Linked DNA regions of Gossypium arboreum: region 1 is linked to region 2. Evidence: chromatin contacts called from public Hi-C data. All regions are on one chromosome and are shown on one strand. Each heading gives the region's core, a stretch centred on a gene start, on an enhancer-like site or on the middle of the called end of the contact. The rest is flanking DNA. Distances are from core to core; before and after follow the strand shown.

Evidence for each region. A called contact is a pair of places that touch in the nucleus more often than the background predicts.
Region 1: a contact with region 2 is called in a Hi-C map of leaf, with 2.4 times the contacts expected there. The contact joins the enhancer-like site here to the promoter of LOC108462948 in region 2. A contact is called at or near these places in 2 of 5 Hi-C or Micro-C datasets (both in leaf).

Annotation. Positions count from the first base shown.
Region 1 is chr13:112,993,701-113,000,128 of ASM2569848v2, forward strand. It overlaps the pseudogene LOC108462658. Among protein-coding and RNA genes, the nearest start is that of LOC108464613, 7.0 kb to the right of the region's middle. Within about 2 kb of position 4,396, at least 1 of the 2 cell types and tissues checked has an H3K27ac peak or open chromatin away from gene starts, as enhancers often do. A contact at or near this core is called in leaf, where this site is marked.
Region 2 is chr13:112,762,432-112,769,704 of ASM2569848v2, forward strand. LOC108462948 (NAC transcription factor 56-like) reads right to left here and starts at 1,614. Exons shown (of 3, transcript XM_017762864.2): 1 at 1,065-1,614; 2 at 661-968; 3 at 1-554. The coding sequence starts at 1,248.

The DNA of each region.
Region 1 (6,428 bases), core at 3,146-5,645, 230 kb after region 2:
CAAACCAGAATGAGATCATAGGCCTCAAAATGTTCAACGGTGATAATGCTTCTTCATTAGCCGCAGGATGTTCCGACACTGAGAAAAACAAGAAAGATGCTCTCATTGATGATTCTTTAATGATTCAAGGTCCATCATTAGGAGAAGATCAACATGATTCTCGGTTACGGATCGGAATAGGCATGGTTGCCGAAATTGAAGCTACCAAAAATGACAATGCAGAAAGTGTTCCAAAGGCTGCTTCTATTTCATATGAACCAGATGACCTTTACATGATGCTTGGACGTGATTCATCTGAGGTAAATGCCTTCTCTTCTCGGACTCATGAAATCGACTATGAAATGAACATGTTATCTGCTAAAGTGAATAGGAAACATTCGGATGTTGAAACAACCAGTGCTGATGACAAGGATACTAATGGTAGAAAAAATAGAAGTTCCGAAGGAAAACTTTCGAATAAAGAATCTCGATCTAGAGTTCTGAACAGATCAGTAGTCAAGAGCAAATCAGACATGGCATCAAAGATCAGGAAAACGCCGGCCGGAACCAGAACTGTAGTCCAGAAATCCAAATTTGATCAGGTATTTATCAACCCTTTAGGCTCTAAACTGCAATGCTCAATGTGGCTAAAAATTTTAATACATTTCCTGTGTCATTTTTCAGGGTCTTAACATATGAAAACTTCCAATTGTGTGTCCATTAACATGTTTCTGATTTCATGTCCTCGGTCTTGTCTTTTTTCGAATAGAAAGAGGAGATTCGGAACAGAATCGAGGAATTACATATTCAGCGCCAGGAGGATTGCTGAGAGAAGTGCAGCTAAGGGTCTTAACACAGTTACTTCCAGGAAAAACTCCATTGGAACTAAAACTTCAACAACTTCTTTGAAGAATCAACCCCTGAACCAGGACACAAAGAAATTACCAAAGCCAGCTCTAAGAAGTTCCACTATAGAACACCTTGCGACTGCTCGGAACACTTCGAAGGTCTTATCAACCGAATTGAAATCAAACCAACCGAAAAAGTCTGCATCGAAGGAAAACAGTTCATCGACAACTGGATCTCAGAAGGTTAAATCAAGCACAAACAAAGTAAAAGCTTCAGATCAGAAAAGTGGCACAAAGAAAGTACTTTCCTGTGACAAAGATCCACAAGAAAAGGGCTCAGAAGAGATTACATTCGAATCCGAAGCAACTCAACAAACTGCCATTGTTGATGATTTCAAAGACATTCAAGAGTTGCAGAGCACTACTTCAATAATGAAACCTGAAGAATGTGAAATTCCTCAAAGAAACACACCATCAGAGTCAAAAAAACGCCAATGCAAATATGCTTACTGAGGATAATAAGCCACTGCAATCAGATCATTTAAAAGCAAAAGATTTTGATGAAGATGTTCCTGAGATGATTACAGTTGATCCCATACCACCATCGCCTGACAAGACTGGTTAGTTTTCAACTGTAAATGTCAGAACAAACAGCGAGGTGAATGGAAAAGATACGTCAGGTAGGGTGATTGCTGAAATAGAGATCTCAACACCACCACCAAATGAAGAAATAGAGATGGAACCTTCAGTTCACTCCAGGAAGAAATGGAACAATGGTGAAAACTCTCCCAAAGCATCCAAAAGGTTTAGAAAGCTCCTTTTCTTTGGAAAAAGAACTAGAAACTCTACTACTTAAACTGATTTCATAGCCATAGTTAATTCTTGCAAGCAGCTTGATGTGTGCTTGCCATCCCATAATGCTTCTGCTTCAGGTTCTTGGTTCTATAAGTTATGCCACTTGGATTTTGATTTGAGTGTTGGATGACAAAATACGTCCAATACAGGTATGTTAAAATTTTCAAATATTTTCTCATTTGTTTGGAGGATCTTTGAAAGATAGTATGCTCAAGATATGCTTTGGACAGAAATATTTCAACAAAAATGAAAAGTCGAACTTAGATAGTGTTATAAAGCTTCAGGTAGAAGGTACCAATAAGGCCATTGATGTCGGAGCCATTCAAGGATTCATGAAATTTGGAAAGAAAAATGAGAAAAGATTCATAACTTAATTTGTCTTTGTTTGATATATCATGTTGTCAGATTGAAACACTTTTTTTTTTTTTTGGTTTGGTTTTGCCTTTGTATACAAATTTGTATATAAATTTGGTCCATTTGTTTGAACCATTAGTAATTGTTATCCAAATCTTTGATTTTATGTTTCATACGAAGATCTTTAATTTTACTTTTTACTTTCTGCTTTGCTCCTCTACATACTGATTTGAATAACTTTATACTATACATACGAATTTTAAGATTATAAGTCATGCTGCTACACTATCTTTCCCTTCACTCATCTTCCTATGGATGAAACAAAATAAGAGAACAACAAAGGAAAATTACCTGAAGCCACCTCCACTAAACTAAAAATCAAAAGTTGATTTTGAGTGTGCTTAGTTGAACAGAAAAGTAGGAGAGAAAGAAAGAGTAAAACAGTAGGAAAAAAATAATTTTGGGCATGTTTGATAGGGAAGAAAATTGAAAAGAAAGAGGATAGAATAGGCAAGCATTTACTATCCTAATGCATAAAAACATATCATTCTAAATTCGAATAATAAGATGAGAAAAAATTAAAAAAAAATGTATAATAGGTTAATGGTTTGTTTAAACACAATATAGTGAGTTGAAGAGGAATAAAAAATAATAATAAATAAGGAGGGCTTAAAAGGCAATTATCTAAATTTAAAAATTGGTGTCGCCACACTGTCAGCACCCTTGCCCTTCCTTTTCAGCAGCCATTTAAAAATAAAAAATTTGCATAACAAATTCCTAAATCTTTTAAATCATTATTTTTTATTTTTTTTACTATTTTAGGTTAGAAATTTAGAGTGGTGCAGCTTATGCACCACCCTCCACCAAGTCAAATGTACCATTTTGGTACTTAGCTTTTGAAACAATCTATTTTGGTATTTTATTTTATTTTTTATATTATTTGGGTAAAAAACCCTCTCTTCTACCCATATAACCCTTTCTTCCCACTTGTTTTTGACTCACTCTGAGTTAACTCACTGATCAACCGTCTTCCAACACCATCAACTCATCCTCATCGAGTTATCAAAGTTGCAGCATTCCACAGTGATTATTTATCCAAAAAGAGTAGCAACAATGACCACAATGTGAAACTCACCAAGGATTAAAAGATTACATTCCCTAAAATCAATATACTATAAAAGACTTTATTTGAGAGTTCCTCATTTTAGAGATTCAATCAAATTAGTCTCTTTACGATTCAATAGATCGACTTAGTTTTTATAGTATTAAAAAAATAAAAAATCAAATTAGAATTAAGTTAGTATTTACTGTTTAATAGAATTAATATTTTCAAAATTTTTATAGTTTTGCAAATAAAAATTTTTGTTAAGAATTGGACTACAATTGAAAAATAAAATTCAAGATGAGTTTTATACAATAAATGTTAACTCATTTACAATTTAGACTTATTTGATTCTCTTTAATAGCATATGACTAGATTAATCTATTTAATAATAGATGGACTAATTTGATTCAATTTCTATAATACAAAACCTCATTTTTGTGTGTGTAAAAAAACAAACCTAAAATATAACAAACACTCAAACTCCCTAACATTCCAATAATATCCTAAAACACATTAAAATTCTAAACTATTACCTCCAAAGAATGCCCAAATTATTAATTGCACTATATTGTTTTGTCCAACTTATTGACACTCTAATAGTTTTTAAAAAGCTCTAGGACAATCCTTAAAATGCGAAGAGATTCTTATTTTTTCATATACACTAGGCAATCAAACCAAAAAGCATTGGTCATTGTCTTGATCTATTCTAAGAGACTAACAGAGAAGAATTGGGTTTGGGGATCTCCTAACACTATATGCCTCCAAACTTCTTTAGCCACCGGACAATCCTTAAGGGCATGCAAAATGTCTTCTGTGTCATGCTGGTATACTGGGCAAACCTCACTTTGTCTAATACCTTTTTTTGAGTACGCTCAAGATTAGTGAGCAATCGTTCCTTACATACTAACCATAAAAAGAATCAGACTTAGTGTGGTCCTTGATATTTCCAAACGGTCTTCCACCTGAAATCTTGCTCAATCCATGTGTTTCTTTTTATCATTCGATAAGCGCTTTTAACTGTAAAGCCCCAACCTCCAAAGTACTTTAATCTCTTTAGTAATTAATCATAATTTAACAAAAAAATATTAACAGTTTGACCAAAATTTTAAAATTTTAAAAATAAAAAAAATTAAATTTTCAAAATAAAAGTAGAAAGATAACATATTTTAACCCTTTTTTCTTATTGCACCAAATTCAATAGGAGAGCTATGCAATTGTAAAGGAGCAAATCGGAAGGCAAATTCAAGGCCCATTTAGTATCAAATTATACCTTACAGGCCCATTTTAAAGATAAAAGAAGCACCCTGAGTGAGGTTATGTTTTAAACAAGGTTGAGCATTTCATCTCAACTTGATTACACCTTATTGATATCACGCAGTCACACATCCCTGATATTGCGGTACCATGTTGTATCTGTTTCAGCCATTATACAACTGCCAAGAAAGCTTCATGGATTTAGGCAGACAGCAAAAACCTGTATTCGAAAGACCATTTAGTCAGAGAGATCATCGTCGATGAAATTTTACGTCTTTCTGTTTTCACTCTCCAACCATTGAATTCTGGCATCCTAGCTAGTATCTTCAAGGCATGCCATAACTGTCCACCAATTGTTTGTCATTTTACTACAAGACACAAATTTGATTGTTCTAGATTTGTCAAAAGCTTTCACACAAATCCACATAACACAAAGATGTATGGTCATGGGATCATAATTCAAAGACGACCAAAGGATGATGACTTTGTCAAAGAAAACTTAAATCTGGACTTCAACTCTTATTTCGTGCTTGGGACAATCACAAACCTTAAATATAAATCATAAAATAGATATGAATAATGTCAAAATGTCAAAACAACTCCAAACTAATATACTTTTAATTACCATAGATTAATTTGCATAAAACTCTAAACCCAGAGTTTAAGTTATATTACTCATGTAACAAACTCTTAAAATGTGGCATTCACTAAATTAGAGATTCGGACTTAATATCTACCATTCTTTCTTTATTCTCAAACTACTACTTTGAAAATATATTGATTTTCAATTTAAAAAGCTACGATTCATACCAAGGGCTGGCAAGGGCCTCAGTCCCTCCTAATATGGAAAATTTTTTATTTAGGCCTTTTATAATTTATAAAATTTTAAACTAATAATGGTAAAATTACACTTTAACCCTTTAAAAATGATAAATTTTTGATTTAATTTTTAAAAATATAAAGATATAAGATATTAAAATGACAAAATTATATTTTATTATTATAAAAAAATATATAATTTAATTTCGACCCAAAACAAATTTCTGATTTCACAAATGATATATTTAAAAGATAAAAAGATTTGAATCGAAAGAAATTCGTCCCTATTATTGATTTGAAATATAAGACTATTCATTTTCCCAGCTTTTGGATTCTGATCCTTGCAACTATATTTGGAAGCACAGTTGTAATGATCTGGGGCTTTCAAGAATGACGCTTCAAGTTATTTTCCATTTTCAACCATGGTAAAATACTAACATAAGATATAGAAAGTATTGTAAAAGTTTTGGTATCAAATCTAAAATTATTTGACATGCTGATTGCTACATTATTATTGAAAGACACCAAATATTGAGTATGAGATTTTAATAATTTTAATTAGATGCTAAAGCATGTTATATATTGAAATAATAATAATTTTAATGTTTATTTAAGAGATGAAAATGGAATCCATTTTAAAGCTTAAACAGGCTGTTGAGAATCAAGACACATGCTATGTCTGCATCTACTAGAATTTATAACTTATTAATCATTTAATTGATTGATAATGGTGGGAACATACATTACAAAAAAAAAAGGGCATGTATTGATTCTTAACTCAATTTTCCATTCATTTATTAATATGTAATGCTACAAATATATTTGATTATACCCAATATTAATGTCTCAATGGATTTAACTTTGATAGAATTTAGGTAAAAATCTGTGCTTATGGTTGAAATTCACATTATATACTTTGCATATGCAATTAAATCATTCTTCATTAAATGAACAAAAAGAAAACCAGCCCCATGCATGCTTTTCCTTTCTCACTACTTTCAATACATTTTTTTCCCATAAATAATTATTAGCTTCATATTTGTCTCAAAATATGAGGTGGATTTAGGCTGAATCCACCTATTTTATTTTATTTATTTCTCTCTTATAGCTTCTGGGATTCTTCCCTTCTTTCTACTTTTTGGTAAATTAATATAAAAATGATGCACAAGTCGTCATAATTCATGTGCAAGAATGAGTTGTAATTATACCTTTTT
Region 2 (7,273 bases), core at 364-2,863:
TTAAGAGTGTACCAGTTGAGGCCTGGAAGTTGATATGAAGGTCGAAAAATCCCATCCTCCATTGACCCTACCATTGTTTGTTGTTGCAGGTGAGGGGTTTGAGGAAGCTGGCTAAGCAGGGTTGCAATTGAATTTGAGCCATTTGTGTCTGGTTTTTCCAGGCTTCCATCATTGCTATGATCCCCATGAAATGTCTTGCTTGTTGAAGGACTGGCTGTATCCTCATCGGTCCAGTAAAGCGATGGGACGGTACTTCTTTTGAGAGGGTTAACCATAGACAGGTCTGGCTTTGAGCTTGAACAACGTCCTAAGTGAGACATCGAACCATTGTTATTCATCCCATCACTCCCCAGCATTCCATCAAACAGGTTATGTTCATGATTTTCAAGAAATGTTCCACAACTTGTGCCCTTTGTCTGGAACTGAAGACTGCCAATTGACATTGAAGTTGGTACTGGCCCACCCATATCATCCATGGCCTCATCTTTTTCATATCCCAAGGGTCTATTTGTGTTGTTTTTCTTGTAGATTCTACATAGCACCCAATCATCAAGCTATAAAGCAAGAAAATCAGGTTCCAAACAATCAAATTCAGATCAATAGAATAAAACCACTAACTTCATTTAAAACTGATGGAAAAAAAAAGAAGAAAGAGATTACCCTTAGTGAGTTTTTCTTGTATCCCAAGTCACATCCAGGGGGTTTGTTGTTATTCTTATTATCAGGAAGCCTATATTCATGCATGATCCAATTTGTTTTGATCCCTTTAGGAGGCTTCCCTCCATAGAAAACCAGTGCCTTCTTCACACCAACCTTTTGTGTCCCTTTCGAGTTTAATACCGGCTTATCGGTTCCGGTAGCCTTCCAATAACCCGAAGTTGCCGCCCTGTTAGGCCTCGCTCCGTTCGGATACTTCCTGTCTCTAGGGCTAAAGAAGTACCATTCACGCTCGCCAAACGTAGCCTTAGCTGTAAACCCCAAACAAATTCACCCAGTACTATTTTAATATACAAAATTGTTAATTTTCAGTCGTATCGCTAAAGATATTTGATAAAATGTTTTACCTGGTAATTCCCATGGATCAAACTTATACAAATCAACTTCTGCAATTATTGCAACCGGTAGAGGGGCTGAGGTAGCCTTTTTCTTGAGATAGTGGACGACTAGCTCTTCATCCGTGGGGTGGAACCTGAACCCTGGTGGGAGGTTCGGCCGCTGCGAGACGGTGGAGGAGTCGGTGCTTTCCATTGCTGCTACTTGTCACGATTAATTCACTGAAGAAACTGAGAATGTTTTTGGTTTGGATTCTGAAAGTTTACCAGGGAAGAACATCATACAGCTTGTGGTTATTTTTCTTGAGAGAGAGGCTGCTGAAGAAATGGTTGCATAGTGTTGGCATGGACATTATTATTCTTGTAATAAAAAGGCTTTAATACACCAAACTTGGCATCTGTTTACTGTTTAATCCACCATATCCAATCTCGATACGACACGCCACGAGAAATTAAAAGGGTACTTTCATCCTTTATACTAGGTTTTGGTTAGCTGAATCCATGCACAAACTGGTTGATAATTGACATGCAGCGGTTACCAAGTGAAAAATGAAATTGATATATATTCTTGATATTTATAATGATGATGATGATGACGTGAACTGAGGGTCCACCCAATGGTTGACCGACACGTCTAGTTCCCCAAGTGTGACAGGGATCCCCGCGATGCAAGGGATAATATATGGAGAGATGAGATAATTGTGGAGGATTGGCAACAAACTTTTTTTTTTCTTTTTTTCTTTTTACGCTTTCAGATGTCATGCTTTTGTTGTGCAAAATCCTACCACCAAAAAAGCTATTTTAGATGACTAATCTCTAGCCAGCACCACACCTAAAAATAAAAAGACAAAAAAACCCAGATCAGCCGTGGCCACTGGCCTTGCCTGTCTTTCTGGTAATTTGGTTGTCACTTGTTCGACTTTTGATCATGTTTTGTCGCGAAGACCGAAGATTTATGAACTTAAAAAATTGTCTGCTCCAACATATATATATTCACAATGTCTAATCAATTCAATGTGTGTTTTATCAATTAAGCTAATATAAATATAGAGATAATTTCTTTCTCTATCTATAATAGTGATTACTTTCTATGTTGGATTGATTATTTATGTGTGTAAATTTTTATTCTTTAAAGTTAAAATATATTTTATATTCTTATTAATTTTGTGGCATTAGAAATTTAGTCTTTTATTTTTATTTTTAAGAATTTAGTCTTTCTATTTTTAGATTTAAAATTTAAATTTAGTTATTATCTCTTTAAAATTCTTCTATTACTCTCATTAATGTGATATTTTGAGATTAAAAAATATATATTCACTTGGTAATCATGTAAAATAAAAGTAATGTTGAAAATACTAATATGAATTAAAAAAAAACCCTATTCGAACTTGTAATGATAAAATAATTTTTGTTGTTGGAATAGGTTTAATAAGAAAAATTGGCATAAACATTTTGATTGAAATAGTTAACAATATTGACTATTTAGACTAATTAATGACATTACAAAAGTAAAAGGACCAAAATATGTCAAAATTAAAATATATAGATTAAATATCAAGTTTCAACATAAATATAAGGGTCAAAACTGAAATTTGACTATTGTCTTAAAATGTAAAAAAAAGAAAAAAGAAAAAAAGAGCAAGGCAAATCCAAAAGAAATGAGAAGCCACTTATCAATCTCTAAGATCATTAAGGCATTCAAATTATATATAAACACGTAACATTTTGATTGAAAAGATAACGATATTAATTATTTGGACTAACTAATAACATTATAAAAATATAGGGATCGATTAAAAATGAAGTATAAAGATTAAACCTCAAAGTTAAAAATAACATAGAGACTAAAACTGAAAATTAATCAGTTTAGAAAAATATAAAAAGAGGAAATCACACGCGTGTCAACAAAGGGAAGGTTAAGGACCTTCTTATAGGTTACAACTTATTGTATTGATATATCATTTTATGATTTGTTGATATAAAGTCTGAAAATGAAGGCTATGGAGGTTTGAAAAGGTATGAAGGTATTTGGATAGAGTTTTAGTTGTATGTAAGATAAGTTTAGAGTTTTCTTGTAATTGAGGAGAGTTTATTTAAAGGCAGAGCTTGGTATGGTGTCTCTTTAGTCATGTGTCTTATTGTGTAGAGCCATGGAGTGTAACTGGTAAAGCTTTGGAGTTTTTTACTAAGATGTGATGCGATGGGGTGTGGTTTTGCCCTTGTAGAGTTAGTGGTAGAGTCTTGAGTGACATTATTAGATGTGATCAAAGATCTTTGAATGGACTTTGATGTAACCTGATGGCATATTACATGAGAAGAACATGTGAATCTAGTGAGCTCTTTTAAGAGCGAAGCATTCTTAGTCAAACTGATTGACTTGACAAGGTGGTAGGTTTAAGGTGATTTAAACCATCAAGCAAACCAAGAAGTTATTTTTTTATGGTAAAAATAAAGTGTAACCTTTCTCAGGTTAGCAGATTACAAATAACAATTCCTAATATAACTATCCTTAAATGTTCTCCTATGAGAATGTTGTAACCCCTTAAACTCGACCTAAATGTCCAACCCAAGTTTAGTAAGTTACCTCATCGATTATCAAATGTCACACAAGCAACACAATAAAGTAAAACCATGCTTCACATCACATTCATCACAAATTAATTAAGTGTATAATCTTCCAAATTTCTACTGTTATAGTTTACTGAAATTTTTAATATACTACTTAAGAAAGATAAATGCTTGACTGAGCATCCGCTGCGCCGACCCGATCAAGATTAGGAACCACCTAAAATCCAATCAAAACAAAATGAATTGTGAACTCAGTGTGTACAAGAAGTTTATTCAATTAATGTTCACTTATAAAGTAGTTCCAGATTCAGATATTCGGTTCGATACATGATTAATTTCAGTTCAGATTCAGATTAGGTCAGTTATATATATGTATATATATACAAGTTCAGTTCATACACATTGCAGATCAGATTCAGATGCAGATATTCCTAAACCCATACGTTACACACCATCTTCGCCCATCCTAACACACTGATAAGTGCATGCAATGCCCTTCCAACCCTACACACCACACAGTGTCAGTTTACAGTAACACAGCTTAGCTGCTGAATCATAATGTGACAATGCGCCACAATCAAAACTATAGACTTGATGGCTTAACCACTGATTTAGAGTAGATTACTTCCTTCTTCATAACATCCCAACCCATACAAATGCAGAATACAATTATCCATAATACACATACTTTTATGATATTCCTATGTCATTACAAATTATCAGAGAGTTCTCATTCAGTCTAATTCAGATCATTCATACAATGGGGAAGTTAATATCAGTCATAAACAACATTTACGGCTTCAAAAATGTGTTTCAGGCCTCTTTTACAATGTCACACGGCCTGGATACATACCCATGTCCTTGCCCGCATGGCTTACATGGCCTAGGCACACGCCAATGTACTCTGCCCGTATGGTTCTAAAACATAAACAGAGAGTTACACGGCCGTATCCTTGCCCGTGTGACTCACATTTCTTGGGCACACACCTGTGTGCTTACCCGTGTGGTTTTAAGTCACAAACAGTGAGTTACACTACTTAGACACATGCCTGTGTCCCATGCCCGTGTAAACCCTGCACTAGCATTGCCACACACGGCCTGAACACATGCCCGTGTGGCTCTAAATCGATGAACAGTGAGTTGCACGACTACCTACGCGGCCTGCCACACACTTGTATGAACCACACGGCCTAGTCACACACCCGTATGGCTGGCCATGCGGTGTTGACAACCACCATTTTTGGAGACTGAAACTTGCAAAAACTAAGGTTTTCGATACGCACCTGGAAAGATTTCGGAGAGACAACAACTCTGAAGATCCCTGAAGCCTACAATAAGCATTCAGTAACACAATTTAGCCATTTACTCAATAGAATTTCCCGATTACTCACTTAATGCCTATGTCGAAAGTTTTGACACAAAAATTTCAACTGACACAGACTTACCGAGACTTCAGCAATAATCACATAGATAGTCTTGTTGCTATTTCTTGTTGTTAATAGCCTCGCCTGCTAGGTAAGTACACAATTGTTAATAAGAAATTCTTGTAACTCAAACAAATACCCCGTTCTAAGCAATTTACAGGGCCAAAAAAATTACGGAGATGTTCGCATTAACAATTACTTACCCGATAGCCTTCTAACTAGTGACTAACAATAGAGTTTTCGTTAATCCTGTATTTCCCTACTATTCCGATTAACAAAATAATCGAAAATGAAAAAGAAGAAAAGAAGATAGAAAACTACCAAAAAAATAAATAAATAAAATAAAGAAGAAGAAACTATTGTTCACTAATTTCCTAACTTCCAGGCCAATTTCTGGCATTTGACAAAAATATTTTCCTAGCGCATATGATGGGATTCAAACTCGAGACCATATAGAATACAAACAAATGTTTAACTAGTGAACTAGTAGGCTCATTTTTGACACAATTTTGCACTGAATTGAACTTAGTCAAGTAACATGTGTTTATGGATTGATTTCAAAACAACAAAACTTTTAATGAGGTGACTCGAACTCCAAACCTTATACACAGAAGCAAAGCACAGAACCAGAGATACAAAAATCTAACTACTGCAGATTCTTACAATTAAATTATTAAAATTTTGGGGTGTTACAAATGTTTTCAATTTGTACCAATTGAGTGTAGAACTAAACAAGTTCGAGATTGTCTCTCAAGCCAAGCTTTTCCTTGAAGTCAAAAGTAAGATTATCCTTAAAATAGTTATATCTAAAGTGAATGTCCCATTGTCTCTTGGTTTTTTCACACTTTTCAAGCCTTATGTAAGGCAAGTGGTGCTAGAGTTCTATGCCTACTTGATAAAAAGTATCATAGATGACAAGAACAAACTCTTTTAAAAAGTTTATGTGCGTGGACGGTGGTACAATTTCAATTCTTCACTGATCAAGTAGGTTCTTAACTACTAGTTGAAGCCTAGTGGAGCTAGAGGAATTATTGAACACAACTATTATTGTTATTACTAATAATGTCCATCGTACTTGGCCTGAGAAGGGAAGCATTAGAGCTTTGTCATTAACCACTACATATGTAGCCCTGTATGGCATTGGTATAAGAAATTGAGTCCCCAATAATCAAATAGATGAAGTGGGACCGGGGGTAACAACCCTGATAAAGAAGGTGGTGGAGATGGTGGAATTTGATCTAGGGTAGCTTGTGTTTGATCAGGTGGTAAGTCATGCTGAGAAGTTACATGCTAGACACATTTTATCTTTTCCCAATTTGATTTATCAATACTTATTGCACAAGATCTGCAGTTAGTAAGAGCCATTGAGCAATGTGGTGCCGAAAAAGATGATTTCAGAACCACATTTTTGTAAAATGGGTTTGTAATAATTAAAAATAAATATTTATGAAGTTATTATAGTAGCATATTAAAGTTTGGTATGATAATTTTGTCGAATTAATTGTTAATTTAAGTATAGGACTAAATTGTAAAAGTTTTATCGCTATAGGTTTTTACTTGACCAAATACTTACGGATTTAAATAACAATTAGTCAAAGGACTAAAGTGACTAATAGGTCATTTTTAATTAGTGCATAGTGGATGATGATGTGCATGTTATTATACTTAATTAATTCAAGTTTAAAGTATAATAAACTAATGTTTAATTAAGAAAAAAAACTTGATTAATTAAATTTCAATTATGTGTATAAGTAAAGCGAATGGGAAAAGATGAGAGTTATCATCTTTCCCACCGTCTGTTGAGAAGAGAAACATGAAAACTCCATGGTTGAATGCTTGAAGCATTTGACCACACATTAGGTAATATTTCCAAGTCCCCATCTTATAATTTTTATGTATTTGAGGTCATGGGAGCTTGATTTAGCTAGCCTATATACCAATTTGCAAAAGTGTTAATGTTCTTGAAAGTTTTCATTGTTGATTTCTATAACACCCTAAATCCAGCCTAAATGTTATGGCCGAATCTGGAGACGTCATAGAGAATGGGTTTAGTTGCGTAAAGTCATTTCAATTACTTAACTCATATAGTTTATATCCATTTAGTTTATTTTCCAAAACCTATTTATACAGTAGAAGTCTAACAAAATCGATGCATTTAGAAATTCAAACCGTATTTTTAAGAAAACCACTTTTTGCGTAAAAACTATCAACTTCGTAAAACCATTTAAC